Regions from separate parts of the Mus musculus genome. Here region 2 is linked to region 1. The links are chromatin contacts, called in public HiChIP or PLAC-seq maps. All regions are on one chromosome and are shown on one strand. Each heading gives the region's core, a stretch centred on a gene start, on an enhancer-like site or on the middle of the called end of the contact. The rest is flanking DNA. Distances are from core to core; before and after follow the strand shown.

What was found. HiChIP or PLAC-seq counts read pairs in DNA pulled down with a chosen protein or histone mark.
Region 2: an H3K4me3 HiChIP or PLAC-seq map of embryonic limb bud shows a contact between it and region 1, with 6 times the contacts expected there. The contact joins the enhancer-like site here to the promoter of Clasp1 in region 1. A contact is called at or near these places in 3 of 39 promoter capture datasets (embryonic stem cells, hippocampal neurons and stem cell-derived epiblast-like cells), 1 of 15 datasets of contacts at CTCF or cohesin (the NIH/3T3 cell line) and 2 of 115 datasets of contacts at active chromatin or transcription factors (embryonic limb bud and embryonic stem cells).

What each region holds. Positions count from the first base shown.
Region 1 is chr1:118,387,807-118,390,643 of GRCm38.p6, reverse strand. It overlaps Clasp1 (CLIP associating protein 1), which reads right to left and starts at 1,586. Exons shown (of 43, transcript NM_001359328.1): 1 at 1,123-1,586.
Region 2 is chr1:119,032,566-119,035,446 of GRCm38.p6, reverse strand. All of the region lies in intron 1 of Gli2 (GLI-Kruppel family member GLI2), which reads left to right. Among named protein-coding and RNA genes, the nearest start is that of Gli2, 20 kb to the left of the region's middle. Within about 2 kb of position 1,461, at least 204 of the 459 cell types and tissues checked have an H3K27ac peak or open chromatin away from gene starts, as enhancers often do. A contact at or near this core is called in the NIH/3T3 cell line, embryonic limb bud and hippocampal neurons, where this site is marked.

The sequences.
Region 1 (2,837 bases), core at 337-2,836:
GAATTGATACTAGCCTGTGGCACCTGAATCTGGTACAAGGTAGATGCAAAGGCATCGCTCCTGACCCTTCCACATCACTATCTCCCAAAGGACTGGAGCGTCCAAAGCGCTCATTGCCACATCACAAATTAAAGTATCAGGTTTAAAGAACTCACAGGTTCCACCATTAGGTCAGTGTTTCATGAACGGATCCCGGCACAGAAATCCATCCGGATGCGACACACATGCTTTAAGGCTCCAACTAATTGTTCTTTTAATTTAAGAAATAAACACAGTTATTTTTAAAATCTAGATATATTATGTAATGAGATTGACTTTGGAAAACCCCACACTCATCCAAGCAACTCATAAAATGGAAAGCAAGATTCAATCCGCTCCATTGTATCCAACCAGACCAACGTGCAAGATCACACACTCATCTTCGTCAGAGCGGCTCTGCCAATACCGAAGAACAACAAAGGCAAGTTGGAGAGGCTGCACAGGCTTAACTCAGCGCTTGTCCGCTCTTCCCTGCTTCGCAAAGATCCTATATGAGGGGCCCTCCTGGGACAAGGGGACCTTCCGCACCCCGCTGGGCCCCGGCTGCTCCGCTTTTGTCTGGCCCAGGCTGGGGGCACCGGCCGCCCGGCCTGCCTCCCCGACAACCCCTTCTTCCCTCTGAATCTTTCTCCACACCCATCACTCGCCGATGATTAGTTGTAGTGAGGTTTTCTCTCCTGGAGCCCCTTCCCGCTCAGTGTAATCTCGGTTCCTTTCAAAGAGATCCCGGGGCTGCTTTGGCGTCTCCCAAGCCGGCCAGGGGAGACTCCGGGTCAGGAAGGGGCCCCGGGGTGGGGTCTGAAAGAGACAGTCACACAAAGCCAGGCTTGACCCCACAGTCGCCCCACCTCCCCTCTGCAAAGCAGCCTACAATCAGAACTGAAGCCGGAGGCCGCGCGTCCTGGGTCCTCACCCAGATCCCATCCCAGGGCCGCCCCCTCCCCCAAAAGTGCACCCCAGAGCGGCTGACAGCACTGGACACCGTCCCCACCCGGACCCTGCGCCCGCCGCCGCTCGGAAAAGAAGCAGGGCCCTCCAGTGGACTCCATTCTGAGCATTCTTCGTCTTAAACCCGGTACTTACAGTTCTATTATTCACTACTGTTGCGGCTGCGGACCGGACAGCCACCGCCTTCTCCTCCACCCCAATGAGGTTAAGCGCTTGGTGCGGGGATTAAAAAAAAAAAAAAAAAAAATGAAAAACCAAAATGCGCCTGCGCAGAGAGGTCTCCCTGTGTCCTCTTACCGCCACCGGCCGGGCTGAACCATAGAGACTGTAATCTCAGCCCAGAGAGGTGGCTTCCTCTCTATGGTAACGCCCAGCGCTGGGGCCCGCATGAAGTTTCAGGTCCCGCCGCCTTTGCCTTTGACCCGAATGGCGACCCGTAGCATAAAGGTGCTTTAATAAAAAAAGGTGACCAAGGAGAATTTAAGGAATGTTTAGAGCCTTTAAAGGAGAGGAAGCAAAACTCGAGCAAGACTAGGAGAAGGCTGTGCGATAAAAGAGCTAGAGAGGAGTCAGGAGCGCTTCCAGCCGGAACTTCCTTTGATTGTCGAGGTGTTTGATACTTGAATTAAACAATCTTTCACTTCTGGGTTACGGGTGCCCGCTATTTACCGGGCGACTTCAGTGAAAGAAATTGGCCCCCGCGACTTCCCGTAGCTGACAGCGCGTTGGGCTTGTCCTGAATATGCGTACAAGCGCTGCTACCGGAAGCCCAGGTTTTAAACCGTTCTTCGCGCTTTAGCGAGCCAGGGCGCGAGGTGGAGGCTGCTGAGATTGGTGTGAGAGTGTGCCAGTTTCTTTTCTAAGTTCCTTCACAACAACGTCGCCTCGCGTCCCGCGTGGCCTTCAGGTTATATCTGAGGTTTTTGGGCTATGCAGATTGCAGCGCTACTTTCAAGGAGCCTAAGGACGCCCTGTTTTGTCCTTCTACGCCCGTGTGCTACCCAACAGTTTGGATTTGAGAGCTTTTGTGTTGCAGTTGTACACTGGTGAAAATCACTTTTAAAGTGTCGGATTGGCTTCCTCTGTCAAGACTGGGTGTTTATGGGGACTCTTTTGTGCGGGAATGTGTATGTATTGGGAGATGTGTGATAACGCCGTCAGATCTTCCGGACTTGGAAAGGCAAGCCAAAACAATAAAGCCAATCACAGACCTGTGTGGTGCAGAAAAGGTATAGGATTCACATGCAGGACGGGACTCGTGATTGAATATAGAAAAAGTAACATCTTTAAGATGTAAATGCAAGCAAGTTTACTAACCGTGGGTGGAAAACCCTGAAGCGCGTTCTAGAAAGAAATACCGCCGGGTCAAGGGCCGAGCGGAAGTGGGTGGTATGCTGGGAGAACAATGTGTGGAGAGTAGTCAACTGGAAAGGAAAAGAGAAACCCAAGAAAAGTTTGATAAGTTCAATGGGAAGGAATTTGTGCATATTAACAAAAGAAACGTTGTAGCTGGTTTTTATTGTACAGTTCAGTGCACTTACATTGTTAAGTAGCCACTCTTCTGCTTTCTTTTTGTCATACAAAAAATGCACCTGTTAATTTGTAATTCCTCTTTACCTTTAGCTCTGATTACCACCATTCTGCTTTCTATGGATTAAAATACTGAGAGTATTTTGAAAGTGGAGTCATATAGTCTTGGTCTTTTTATTTTTTTTAAGATTTATTTATTCATTATATGTAAGTACACTGTAGCTGTCTCAGACACACCAAAATAGGGCATCAGGTCTCATTATGGATGGTTGTGAGCCACCATGTGGTTGCTAGGAATTGAACTCAGGACCTCTGGAAGA
Region 2 (2,881 bases), core at 212-2,711, 640 kb before region 1:
GCTTCACATTCTTGTCAGCTCCCGTTAACAGCTGTGTCTTCTCTGGCTCAGGGATGGTTTACGTATTTCTTTATTCAGTATAGATTACATTTTCCTGCCGCCTTTTGGTGAGGAGCCCATGCCGGAGAATCTTGGTAGATTCTTGATGCTGTAATTTTCTGCTATTAATTGGTTAACTTTTTTTTTGCTTTCCTGAAAATTTTATGTTTTCTCTGAGATGTGGTTAATTTGCTGGGGAGGGAAGGTTAATCTTTTTTTTTGGGGGGGGGGATAGGGGAGAGCAGGGTCTCTTGTGGCCCAGGCCGATCCTTAGCTATGTAGCCGAGGATCACCGAGGATCATCTTTAACGTGTGATCCCTGCCAAGTGCCGGTATGACAAGTGTGAGTCGCCATGCCTGATTTATGTGGCGCTGAGGATTGAACCCAGGGCTTCCTGAGTGTGAGGCAGGCCCCCTACCTCCTACCTGTACCTCCAGCTCAAAAGTTTCATCTCTGAAGTTGTGTTAATTGGGATGGGGGTGGGAGCTGCTTACAGGTATTGATTCTTTGCATCCAGGCATACTGCTTCTGAGCTCTGTGCTTTCTGAGGCCTGGCTGGTGGGTCTAAGCACCCGTCCTTAAGTGTGTGTCAAGCACCATTCTCTGGCAGCCTTCAGCCTGCTTCCTTCTCGGTACCCTGGGAAGAATAGAACCTAATTGAGTATATTCTACAGGGTCTCAAGACCCTCACATCTCCTCTGTGATACCAGCTTGAATCTCCCCTCTCTGAAGTTGTCATGCAAACTCTGGCATCCGTGGGACTCTTTAGGTGCTTACTGTCTCCTCCACCCAGCAATCTGCTGATCTGCTTGGTCTGCACTAGAACTGCAAACTCTTTCCAGACAGTAAGCTGGGCCTCCTCGTAGGGCTCACCTCCCTTCACTGCCTGGCGTGCTTTAAATGTTTTGTCTGGTTTTTTGGTGGTTTCGGGTGGGAGCCTAAATCTGGTCCCTGTTATTCCATCTCGGCCAGCAGCGGGACATTTAATTTGCATTTTTTCTCACGAGGAGAGCTGTTCCCATTTTAAACAGTGGAAAGTATTCCACGGTCCTGCGGTCCTCACCCCTGAGTGTATCTGTGGAGGGTGTGAGGTGCTTACAGCTGGGAGGGCCAGGGACACCTCACCTCCGTCCCTGAAGCAGAGGCCTCAGAGAACATGTGTGGGCTGGAGATTCGTGTTTTGCCCCGAGTACCACAGGCAACCTCAGCAGCTTGTCCAAGGGCTGTGTGCACAGCTGAGCGTGGGAGCCTCCTCAGAACTACAAAACCCCAGAGTGCTTGGGCTTGCCAGTGAAGGCACTGGTTCAAGATGTTGTCATGGGGAGAAAGGGGAAAGAGGAAGTGGGAAGGGCCTGGTGTGAATGGTGCTGGCTGGGAGGCCTGGCTTGCTCCCCCTGACTGGGCCTCTCAGGCCTGGCTGCAAGACCCTGGGCTTTGTCTCTTCCTTCCCTGTGACAGAGAGCTGGGGCCTAGGCACAGATGTTGTGCTTGAGACCCTCGCCTGCCTAGAAGCTCAGGAGAGAGGAAGCAGTGCTCTCTGGAATGTCTGCATTCAGCTGTGGAGATGGAAAATATCTGCTCAGCCTGTGGCCTTGAGATGGATGGCTGAAGAGACTGTAAATCATCTGTAGTCTGGGAGAGCTGCCTGTGGCCCTCTGTGGCCTGAAGAGAGGGCTGTGGGTGGGCCCTGGGGAGCCCACTGTCCAAATGCCAGGCTAGGAGCCGGAAACTCAGAGAGCCAGAGTGAGGGTCAGTGGGCTCTGGGGACCTGCATCTCCAGAGCTCTGGTTGGCTGCAAGGGAAATGGAGTTGGGATAATTTGTCTGGAGATGTCCAGGCTGACCCAAGACTGAAGGCCAGCTGGCCTGCCCTCCTCACCCAGAGAAAAGGAGAGGCAAGGAGAGGCTGGGGACTGAGCCAGCACTACTCTGCTTAATTGTGTGTATGTGTGCGAGCCTGCATGTGCGTGTGTATATGTGTATATGTGTGAGTGGTGTGTGTGTGTGTGTGTGTGTGTGTATACAGGTACATGGGTACAAGATGTGTTGTGTATGGCAGATGGCAGCCTCGGGCAAGGAGTTTTGCCTTCTATTTTAAACACACTCTTGTGTGCCCCTGTGTGTGTGTGTGCAGGCATGGAGAGACACAGCATACCTGTGGAGGTCAGAGGCTCACTTGTAGGAGTCTAGTTAGCCTGTGGGCTTTGGGGCATTCTCCCATCTCACCCCCACTCTGTAGGAGCATGGGGATTACAGAGCAAGGCTACTTCACCTGAAATCCTAACATACAGGTCAGCATACTTGTGCTGTAAGGCCTTTACCCACTGATGCCTCTCCCAGCCCCTCCAAGCCCCAAGGTTTTGTCATCAAGAGGTCTGGTTTTTTTCTTCCCATACTCTCTGACTGTCTCTTTTCCAAGGTTATCCTAAGGGATGATTGCATACTCATGCATTTGAACGAAAGAGGTGTGTGTGTGTGTGTGTGTGTGTGTGTGTGTGTGTGTGTGTGCGTGCACATGTATGTGTGGTGTGCTCTCTGGGTGGGTGAGGAGAGCATCAGGTGTCCTGTGCTGTCACTCTCAGCCTATTCCTTTGACACAGTCTCTCACTGAATCTGGAGCAGGCAAGTCCCAGCAATCCATCTGGACTCCCTGTACCACACACACACACACACACACACACACACACACACACACTGGGGTTACAGGCAAACCTGCTTGTTTTGATAGATTCTGGGGACTCACGCTTGTAGCGAGCACACTTAACCACTGAGCCATCTCCCTAGACCTTCCTATGTCTAATACTGCATGAATTTTCTCAGTGTCCTACTACATATAGCTGGT